2 separate regions of the Hordeum vulgare genome follow, and region 1 is linked to region 2. The links are chromatin contacts, called in public Hi-C maps. All regions are on one chromosome and are shown on one strand. The core of a region is the stretch at or near the end of the contact, and the rest is flanking DNA. Distances in the headings are between cores, read along the strand shown.

Region 1 (5,780 bases), core at 2,802-5,301, 190 kb before region 2:
TGAAGAACGGCATCAACAAACTCCCTCTTAAAAAGCTGTACAAATGGGAAATGTAAAATTCATCAGCTTAGAAATAATTATCATACCCAAGGAGCACAGATCAGAGGGCTTCTCAGTAAGAATTAGACCTCTTGTATAATAATACGTCTTCTGAAAAACCCACTTTCTTCATCTCCATCGTCAGAGTCTTCAAAGTAATCATCATCATCACCATCATCATCTCCACTATTACCACCACCATAGCCAATTCGTTTCCCATTGTCTCCACCACCACCACCAGTTGCCAGCTATAGTGTTTTGTAAAGATATGAATCGTAAATGAACAAAGTTGTACATACTTTCCTAAGAGATAAGATACTCTCTCCGTCCCAAAATAAGGGACGGAGGGAGTACTAAACAATACCAAGCGCGCACGAGAAATCATTAAATATTAACAGACAAACTTGTTAGCGCAAAAATGGAACCCCCTGCCGACGGTGATCACCGGAGACAACAAGGGAGAGAGGGAGGGACAACACACAGGATTTGCCGGTGCACGAACACCTTGCCGCCCGAACGGCTACCTGTATATTCCGGCGAGCTCGAACTCCTCCCACACCTGTTACAATGTCTAACACACGGGTTTTATACCCAGGCACACGATGGACACGCTCTCCTCGCCCCTGCCTGCTCGCGCCCACGACCCAGCACGCTCTGGCCGCGTCCTCCACGCGCGCCCGCAACGCCCGCGACGCACCGAACACTCCCGGTTGCTGCGCTCCCCCTGGACCTAGTCTGTAACAGATACCCGCGCGCACGGCGCCACCCTATCCTGGCGGCCCGAGCACACCACGCACGCACGCACGCCCCTGCCGCGGACCCGACGCGCCAGATGCATCCGGTGCGCGCCCACACACGCACCAGACGCGCCAGCTTGCCGCCGCGGCTTATTCCAACGCAACACTCACCCCCTAAGCCGTGGCCTAGAGGAGTCTTGGCTCGTCGTCGACGATCTCCCCCAGCAGGGCTTGCTCCGGCGCCGCCGCTTTCTCCCACCTCAGACACTCTCGCTTGAAGTGGCCGCGCTCGTTGCAGTGGTAGCAACGCCCGCGTCGATTCCCTCGGGCACACGACGCCACGCTCTTGTCGTCATCGTCGTCCCGCGCACCGCCTCGCCGGCGCTCCCGCGCACGCCACTGCTCTGCGGTGAGCATCAGCTGCTCCCCGCCATGGTCAGCACCCTCCTGCCCGCGTCGACGCAACCGTTCGTCGAAGGCCTTCAAGCGACCAAGGGCGTCCTCGAACACCATGGTCGACACGTCACAGAATTGCTCGATTTCGGCCACCGCCGCGTACAGGCGATCCGGCACGGCGTCGAGCAATTTCTTTACCACCGCGGCGTCCTCCAGGTTCGATCCAAGCCCCGCGTACCGCGCCGCCATCCTGCTGATCTTCCCCGCGAACGCGTCCAGGGACTCGTCGTCGTCCATGCGCAGCCGCTCGAAATCGCCTCGGAGCGTGGCCAGCCGCGCCACCCGCACACGATCAGCTCCGACGAACTGCACCTTGAGAGAGTCCCACACCTCCCTCGCGGTGAGCTTCGCCGCCACCTGCATCAGCAAATCTTCCGGCAACGCTGTGAGCAACATCGCCCGCGCCGTCTTGCACTTCCCGGCGTCCACCGTCGCTCCTCCGCCGTCTGCACCACGCTCCACATCCCCCTAGCATCAAGGATCGCCTCCACCTTGATTGCCCAGGAGGTGTAGCCCGTCGGTACCAGCGGCGGGAGATGCATCGAGCCCGACGCACCGCCACCCCCGTACGGGACGATCGACATGGCTGCCGGCGCGTGGTTTGGCAAGGCTCTGATACCAAATGTTAGCGCAAAAATGGAACCCCCTGTCGACGGTGATCACCGGAGACAACAAGGGAGAGAGGGAGGGACAACACGCAAGATTTGCCGATGCACGAACACCTTGCCGCCCGAATGACTACCTGTATATTCCGGCGAGCTCGAACTCCTCCCACACCTGTTACAATGTCTAACACACGGGTTTTATACCCAGGCACACGATGGACACGCTCTCCTCGCCCCTGCCTGCTCGCGCCCACGACCCAACACGCTCTGGCCGCGTCCTCCGCGCGCGCCCGCAACGCACCGAACACTCCCGGTTGCTGCGCTCCCCCTGGACCTAGTCTGTAACAGATACCCGCGCACGGCGCCAACCTACCCTGGCGGCCCAAGCACACCACGCACGCACGCCCGCCCGCCACTGCCGCGGACCCAACGCGCCAGATGCATCCGGTGCGCGCCCACACACGCACCAGACGCGCCAGCTTGCCGCCGCGGCTTATTCCAACGCAACAAAACTAACATTTCAAAGTGGAACATCCAAAAGCATATCCGCAGGAAGAAACTGTCAAGTTAAATAGAAACTGACAAATTGATTCAAAGGAATTTCATAGGGCTTTTTGGAGTGTTTGAATCCTCCAGAAATTTTCCTGTGTGGGTTGCTTGGTTCGCAGGATTAGAATCCTTAGGAAACTTCATATGGATTCCTTTGCATTCTACTTTGGAGGAAAATTTCCATCCACTCAAACCTCTTGCTACAATTCATTAGTTTTTCCTGTGATGTCAAACACTTTTTGATGAAGTTATCCTATAAGGTTCAAGAGGACATGGAACTCCAACCCTGTGTTTTCTTATTGCAATGTTCTTAAAATCCTGTGAATCAAAAGAGGCCCTCAAAGTGGAATATCCAAAATACCTTGCGGCACTGGACAACTTAAACTAGCACCCAAATTTTCCACTTGAATGCCCTCTCTAAGTTCATCTTGGAGATAAAAGAGATCTCTACCAATTTACATATTGCTGTAATATGAATGTTTTAGAAAATTAACAATTTGGGTGAGGATGAGCAGCCAAATTTGTGCATTATAAGTAGATAAGTACATATGAAACAATTACAATCAACATTTTGACGGCCCCAAAACAAAACCGACCAAAAGAGTTTAATTACTTTATTATGTGCACTAGTGCAATGAACGCGCTCATATTAGCACTATCTATGAACACATTTTACCATTAGACTCCCCATGTTCTGGTTCGGTCCAGAATATGGCTTTCCTAAATTAGGACTAGCAACCAAGTATACCTACACCAAGTAGTTAGTTCTACGTATAGCTAGTCATGCATCGTCCTTGATATCCAGAACACGCCATATGGACTCAAGCTCACAATTGTGCCAGAACTATATCTATAATGCTGCGGAATCACAGAGACGTTATGGAAGTGGGTTGTTGAATGAGAAGTGGGCGAACGGGATTCATCCCAACATTCTATGTATGACTTCCACTGTAGCACTCGGCCTCGCAATACGAGCTCCTGTTGTGCAGCACAGAACCACGGATCATGGATGAAACGTAGGCCGAAGGCAGACACACGCACACACAGACGGAAATAAATTACAAATCCCAACGTCTCGAAACGCGTAAATATACCCACGTGTTCGTTCACTCATCTTGTAACACCATCACCGGAATTCAGAAGTGCCTTCCGTTTCACGCAAGGGACAAAATAAAACCCAAGCTATAACACCACGGAATCTTAACCAACGGCGTGACGAACGCACCTCGGGCTGGACGCCTTTGAGCCTCCTCTGTGAGAGGTCGAGCTTGGCCTTCTGGAGCGTGGCGGCCCCGAACGAGCCGCGCTGCCTCCCGCCCTTCATCTCCGGCGGGGCGGAGGCCGGCGCCGGGGTCGCGGCCAGGCACCGCTCGAGTCCGGCCGCGGCGCGGTCGCGGTCGCGGTCGCACCGCGAAGGGGGCGAGGAGGAGGACGAGGAGACGGCGGCGGCACGGAGCGGGAGGCGGGGGAGGCGGACGAAGCGGGCGGGCGGGCGGGGCTGCGGGCGGGCGGGCGCGTAGGGGAGGCCGTGGTGGGAGACGGCGAGGGAGGCGGCGGAGGCCATGGGGGCGGTGGGACGGGATGGGGTGGTAGCGGCGTTGGTGGCTCCGCCGGCGGTGGGGGTTGGCCGCCTGCCTTCGAAGCCGAAGCGCCGCGGGACGAAGAGGGGCTTATCTACTCTTTTGGAGTTGTTTTGTGACTTGTTCTGTGTGGGGCCCGGGCTGCGTACTTCTGTCTATTTTTCTTTCGTGTGTTGGGGGGTCTTGTTCAAAGTCTGTTCGCTTGCGCGCGGAAGAGGCGGCTCGCGGTCGCCGCCGGGAGGTAGGTGGGCGGTATGCCGCGGGAGACCGAGATCAGTCGGCGAGGTCCATGCACGACGGAGGCACAGATCCATCCTAGGCGTCGGATGTCTGATCCAGGGGCAGGATGCGACGTACGTCCGTCCGTCCGCCCGCCTCAGGGTCGGGCCTCGGGCCGGGCCTAAAAAAACCCGTGGTACAATACCCAGGCCCGAGCCTGGTCCGGCCCGGTCGTCAGACATAATTTTTGTGTCCAAACCCGGTCGCCCGAGCCCGAAGAAGCCCAACCCGGTCCGGCAGGCCCGGCTCGACGTAGACGTAAAATCAGGTTTCAACGGACCTGGACCCGGACCCGGCCCGACCGTCGGGCTTGATTATCAGGCCCGAGCCCGGTCCGTGGACAAGGACGGGCCGGGTCGGGTCGGGCCGACCGGCTAGGCTGCGCATGGCGGGATATAGTCGGGACCTCCCCTTCGATTTTGCCACATCCTCCCTCACGTCTCGATCTTTTCTAGATTTGCCCATGCCCAATTTATATAAGAGAGGAATGTACTTTCTTCATATCCAACTAAGAAAGGATTTCGCTACAAATCAAGCGTCGCATTTTTAAGCATGACGACAAATCGAATATCTGAGATGACGAATTATTTGTTGTCTTAAGGATGGTAAATTCTCAGCAAATATGGTAAATCCTTCCGTGTTCAGCTTTTTACCAGGATTTGCCATGTTAACTAAAAAAATGTCATATCATAAATACATATAATTTGCCAAAAAAGATCGATTTGACATGCTTACCTAACAGACGCCAGATTTTTACATTTCCCATAACACAAAAGTGTTGTTTATCTTCTTGATGAAAGCAGAACACCAAACTTTAGCAGGATGTGAGACCTGTGGTACAAACGTGACATGCATAACAAGTTTGAGCTGATTATATAGTACACAAAGATGTTGTCCAAAATGGACTAGGGTACTGATGGGTTGATGGTGCGCCATCAAGGTAGCTATGAATAGCCATCACCGATCTACTAAAGCAGAAAAATAAGACCTATTACGAAATATGTGTGTTTTGATTTTACCTTCAACGATATTCTGTATCACTTCTAGATATAGAAAAAAGTAAGGAAAAAGATTACCTTCTACCGGCCGATCGCGTGCGAGCGTCTGTCGTCTTCATGTCCGTCGGATTGACTCTTCATCATACAGTCGAGAGTAAGCCCATCTGTGTCCACGTTTTTCTGCAACTAAGCATTTGTTTGAGAAAAAGAGAGTTTACAGCGGCAGAGACTCGTGCGGCTGGAAGAGCAACAACGACGAGGATTTTCAGTCGGATCCAACGAGGATGACATACGGGGACGCCCGGGAGCGGCGGGGGTCGAGACTCGTGTGGATAGGAGGACGACGGCGGCGAGAATTCCAACTGGATATGACGAGGATGGCATGCGGGCAGGAGGCGGGGACGTCTCCGAGCGGCGGAGGCTCGGCTCAGCACGGTCCAGCGGGGTTGGACGTGAGCTTCACGACGAGGACCGCGACGGTAGCGGCGCACGGTGCTTGTGCGGAGCTCGCGATGGCGGCGCGGAGGCGGGGACGGG
Region 2 (5,970 bases), core at 2,578-5,077:
CAATTTTTAAAAAAAGATCACCGAATTTGAAAAAAGTTCATCGATTTTGGAAAAAAATGTTCATCGATTTTAGAAAAAAACCATCGACTTTTGGAAAAAGCTCACTAATTTTGGAAAAAAAAGTTCATCGAATGTGAAAGAAGTTCACCGCTTTTGGAAAAAAGTTCATTGAATTTGAAAAGAGTTCATCAAATTTGAAAAACAGTTCACCGATTTTGGAAAAAGTTCATTGAATTTGGAAAAAAATCATAAAATTTGAAAAAAGTTCAAGTAATTTGAAAACAGTTCATCATTTAAAAAAACAAAAGAACAAATTTGATGAACTCTTTTCAAATCGTTGAACCAGCTCAAAGAAAAAAAAAGAAAAAGGAAAAAGAAAGAAAGGAGGAAAGCAGTCGGGGAAAGCGACCCCTCACCCCACGTTGTACGTCACCTCTCGTTTCTTCCTTTGACTCATCCTACACGGGCCGGCCCAGCGCGGGGACTCTGCATTCGCCCGTTTGCAAAACTGCATTGCAACGGGCGCCTGTGGCACCAAATAGGTTTTGCCCTTTCAGGCGCCATAGTTCAGGATATTAAAAATAGGGTCACAAAGTTCTTATCTTATGATTTTATCCATCTCAAACGTGGTTGTAATGAGGCAGCTCATGTACTCGCAAAATCTACAGAATGTGACGTTGGGTCATGTTGGTCTAGTGAGCCACCTGATGAAATCAGTGCCATTATTCGTAATGAACATGTTTCTAAGTGAATGAACGTAAGGATGCTGCCCAACATACAAAAATAATCTTGTATTTTTGTTTCTTTATTTTTGTTATACGATAAACAGATTTGTTTTGCAAGTTCACTATTATGAATAATTCTCAACACACAATATGACTAAACGGTATTCAAAGATGGTAGTGCTGCACATACCCTCAGACTTTTCCCAACTTAAGCTGAAAATTAAACTCAATCCACTACTAACAATTCTTTTAGGTCCATGATAAGTGTTGAACGTCAGGTATGAGCACATGACAACTCCGAACATTTTTTATGACAAATTTAGTTACACGGGGATGACAAATTTTATTTTTTTAGGGAAATGCCCCTTTATTACATAGATAATATAGTTACATCATTTGCAGGACATTCAACCAGGAAATCTGAGGGCTCATCCTCCCATTTACAAGCTACATTATTATCAAAAGCATTCTTTGCTAAACTATGCGTTACTTCGTTGGCTTCCCTCAAACAATGCAAAAACTGAACTGAACCTATCATCCCAGTGAGGAAAACGGGGATGGCAAATTTAGTTGATAAGAATGACAATTTTCATGCTTCAGTATTTTCTTTTAGAAAAATTTATGAACACACACTTTCACAAGTGATACAATTATCAAACTCAAAATGGACCCACCCTCAAAAATGCTCCCTTGTAACTGATTCAGAATTTTGTTAACCAAAGAGATACAGACTTGGGTTTGTACACATTTTCGCAGAACAATTGCAATTCAATTTCTTCTCAAGGAAGATCCTGAATTGGTATGAGCTTATCCATGCCGTGCATCAACAGCAACCACAAAAGACACATTATCAACGCATGTGGCAAACTGGTTGAACCATTGCAGATTTACAGTGCAGGAATGCCAACCATAAGATGCACACAAACGAAATTACCAGTTTGCTATTATTTGCAGTAAATCCATGGTGCATATACCATCCGACCAGAAAATCATGTCCTCGCAAAGCATTTCAACTGGGCCATTGCTACAATAAACTTCACAGTTTACATATTAGAGGTGCCTTTTTAGGACGAAACAGCAGATGCCGCTGAGGGTTCAGCCTCCCAGAAGGAGGTCTTCTTGCCTGTCTTCGAAACAGTCTGCAGAACAGCATCCGGCGTCACATTACCCTTCACAGTGACCTTCTGCTCCTTGATGTCTACATCGAAGGACTCGACACCTGAAAAAACCACAAAAGTCCAACGAATATGTTTAGATTCAAAGCCTAAGACCTGTTTGTAATGAACAATTCCCCTTTCCTAGGAAAGAATCGGACGTCCTGAAGAGCATTCAAACTCCCACAGGAAATCTCGGTTTTGAATACACATTCACATGAGATAGTTCAATTCATACACAGCGATAAATAAATCACGCAAAAAGTGGTGGGAAATTTCCATGTTCCAAATGGGCCCTAACATACAATAATATATCAAAACGATGAGCCATTTCAACCAGGACACTAACATAGTGACATAGATGCATGTATTGGTGTATATATTAATCAATCGAGCTATGCACATTCAGATGCAGAAAGTATGGATTAATTGTCATCTAGGTTCATGATGATACCAATCTTAATATATCCAAGCTATTGCCACTGGACCAACAAAATATACCAGAGCTGTATAACTGTAAGCAGGTTGTCTTTCAGCTTTTATTGTATTGTATTCCTATCAAATGCTTTTGGAATCAAGTTTTATCCAAAACATGTGTTCAAAAATAAAAAGGTTTTTTCCAAAGCATGTGTTCAAAAATAAAAAGATTTTTTCCAAAGCATTCTGTTGGACCTGGTCAAAGATAAATGGGAGCTTAATGACAAGATCAATTCAATCAAGCCATCTACAAATGGGATTATTTGGCAACTGCAAAGTTGGGAAAGAATCTCAAGTGCCCTCTAAAAATTGTCTGCTGAAGGCATTAGAAAATGTGAATACAATGATGTATCAATTCCATTTGCATGGGTTTAGCTAAAACAAAACAGAAAGGAAAACCATATAAAAGGAGAGTTAAAACAACCTTCCATTTTGCCAAGAACCCGCTTAACAGCTCCAACGCATCCCTCGCATGACATGCCAACCCTGAGTTCAACAGTCTGCATAACAGAGCAAATCTTAATTCCAATTATTTCCACATGGTTGAGAGCAAGTGAACGATTACGAATCATTGCTTCCAGCTGAGAACGCATCAAATAGTATGTCTCAGCCTATGGCATTTAATCACTACATAACACTTCCCTCGAATTATGGAATCATGACATTGTTCCAAGGAAACAGTCGAAAGCATGCAGTTGCAAGTTAAATCATTCAGTACTGGCGCACTGAACCTTTAGTGAGTATCTAACGGCTTGCCCCAAATGATGGAGATCAAAATTTCTTTACTTATCCTTAAAATTCAACAAAGATCAGTGACCCTTTAATAGCCAAGTAGTTCAATTTTTCACAGTGGTACAATCAACAACCAGTTTGACTAACCAAACTACAAATATTTAATTTTGACTAATTAATTGACCCCCAAAACACCGTGACCAGTCAAAATGTTTTACTTTGCACAAGAGGCTAGGAGCTCTACCAATCCCGCCACGGCTACGCCCTACCAATCGAGCCGGACCAGGTTTCCCCGGAATCAACACCCTCGGTAGCAAAATCACGCAAAACCGCAAATAGTACAGTCACCGGTCACCCGCACGAACAGATCTGCTGGGCCAGCAGACAGATCCCTTATATGAGATGCTACTAGGAAGGAACAGATCAAACTGCTCGGGATTCCAAACATCACACCGCTCCGCGCGATTAGAAGGGGCACCTAGCCAGCCTAGCGAGCAGATCTCAAGACGGAAATCGACGAGGCGCCGGGAGGTACCTGAGACATTGCGCGCGAGATCGGTTGATTCTTGAACGGCGAGGGCGCAGAGAGAGGGAGGGGGGAATGGAAACGCTGGATGAGGTCGGAGGGGTTGGACGACGACGGCTCCAGAAGGAACGGCCGGGAGGGGAGGGGGGGGTCAATAAATACGCGCAGAGGTCAGAGGCGATGGCGTGCAGCGTGCAGGTGATTGCTTTGATTTTTGTGGCGAGGGTGGACGCGGCTTTCGTCTGGTTGACGGATGGGGACACGGCGTAGCGCGCACGCTGTTGGGCCACGGCTGCTGAGCCGAGAATGGTTCCCGAGTCGCCACTCGCCAGCCGTGACGAACGAGAGAGAGAGATCCGTGGCAACTGGCAAAGCTCGCTGGCAATGGCAGCAGACTTTTTTTTCACACACTACAATAAAAATCGTTTATATACATGAGCGTATATTCATCACTGTAAACATACATCTTACAGCTATAAGTAACTTCGAAAGACTGAGCTGACCACACTTTTGAAGTGCATGTTATCACCATTATCAACAATGTAATTTTTCAAGGGAATATGAGCTCCGTATAGAAGCAATCTTTCAAGTTCTATAGGAGTATATAAGAATGTTACCGCTTTGTTGAGGGCTTTAAGATTGACCACATGTTCCATTTTAAATTGTTCGTTACTTTCTTGACAGCTGGCAAAATTGCCACTAGTTTAAGGAATATAGACACATGAATGGGCCAGGCCCAGGCGACCCAAGGCCAGGCAACCTTCGTTAACTGTAGCATTTACTTAGTGTAGCTACGATGATATCTGTTAGAAACACGGTGGGGAATCTCTCAAATAGCAACTAGATGGTTTAATGGAGTAATAATCTCAATACAGGCTGATTACAAGGAGGAGGAAGGGAGGATTGAAACACAGAGAAGTAGGTGATGCCGCCGTCGCCTGCCTTGATCCGTCCCGGATGGTTCGATCTCTCTCGGCTGTGACATAAGTGGCGGTCGTGACTTGGGCTCATTTGGTCCATTCGGCCCACTGGACCTTGGGTTAGGCTTGACGATGCGTCGTGGGCGTTCGTCGCGCCATGCTGTGTCGCTTGGTGGGGCCGACATGTCACGGGCGCTGACAATATTGTATACAGAGATGATGGGCCTCACGTCCGAGGTTGCTGCCCCTTTTGTTGGGGCTTGAATCCACCTCCAGCATCAATGGTATTTCAAGGTTTAAACCCTCCTAATCCTGCAAACATAATTTTTGTTACCTTGGCGAGGGTCATGCAAACACAAGTTGGCTCTTGGATGACAACATTTTTGTTATTTGCAAGGAAACATGTTGAAAGGCAGTTCATATTGTTAAGCTTCATGCATTAGCCAACGCAACCAAAAGGCCAAACTGATGAAAAGGGCTAGGCAATCCACATATGCACTTCAACACCTCCTTTCACGTGTGACGCGAGAAGTCAACACGTGAATAGACTTAGAGGCGTGGCTCAAGAGGCCTATACATAGACACAGAGGGCAGCAATTTTTGAATAAATTGCGAAAACCAAGACGTGAACTCAAGATCCTGGTACCATGTTAAGCTTCATGCACTAGCCAACGCAACCAAAAGTCTGAATTTATGAAAAGGGCTAATGCAATCCACATATACTGTAACACATATATTCCAAAATTTTAAATTTAAAACTGGCAAAATCTACAAGTACCTTATCTAGGCCAATGAATATAGCATAAAAAGGTGGCGTGGCTTGGTGAAAGCATGGCCTGGTACAAGTTTAAGCACATCACAATTTCCCCTTCTCACGTCGTGGCTTGGAATACGATGTGGGAGGACAATTTCTTAAAAAGTTCACGATTTCCAACAGGATGAACCTATGCGGGTAAAATGAAACAAACTGACCTGAAAACGCAACAAAATTACAGACTAAATCGTGCGCGAAAGTAATTCACTCGTGTAACCATTTCTTCTCGCGTCCGACAGTAAAACATCACACTACACTGTTGATGTTGGACACTTAGACGTCGCACTTCCGGTCATGCTAGCAGCCCGTGTCAGGGCCGACCCCACCCTCCGTAGTGTGACACTTAAGACAAAAACGCCACACTTGCAATGTGTGGCGCTTAGCTCTTAGGCACCACACTTCCAGTTATTCAGCCGCGGGCTGGCCCTCCCCTATCCCACCCCATTCCCCCATCCAGCAAGAACACACAGAGGGTGGTGGCTAGGGTTCGTCCACCCTCACCAAATCCGTCTCTCACCCCCTCCCAATCCGGAGCGCAAATCTATGGGGATTTCATCCCTAAGGTATTTCTCTCTCTGATCTCTTACTTTTGATCCGTAAAATTCATCTAATTTCTTCTTTT

The links. A called contact is a pair of places that touch in the nucleus more often than the background predicts.
Region 1: a Hi-C map of seedling shows a contact between it and region 2, with 4 times the contacts expected there. The contact joins the promoter of LOC123413351 here to the promoter of LOC123410004 in region 2. A contact is called at or near these places in 2 of 6 Hi-C or Micro-C datasets (leaf and seedling) and 1 of 1 datasets of contacts at active chromatin or transcription factors (embryo).

The regions. Positions count from the first base shown.
Region 1 is chr7H:479,082,260-479,088,039 of MorexV3_pseudomolecules_assembly, reverse strand. LOC123413351 (protein RETICULATA-RELATED 1, chloroplastic-like) reads right to left here and starts at 4,051. Exons shown (of 8, transcript XM_045106292.1): 1 at 3,612-4,051; 2 at 129-287; 3 at 1-35. The coding sequence starts at 3,950.
Region 2 is chr7H:478,889,544-478,895,513 of MorexV3_pseudomolecules_assembly, reverse strand. It overlaps LOC123410004 (copper transport protein ATX1), which reads right to left and starts at 3,827. Exons shown (of 3, transcript XM_045102873.1): 1 at 3,624-3,827; 2 at 2,781-2,856; 3 at 1,641-1,944. The coding sequence starts at 3,632. The coding sequence ends at 1,790.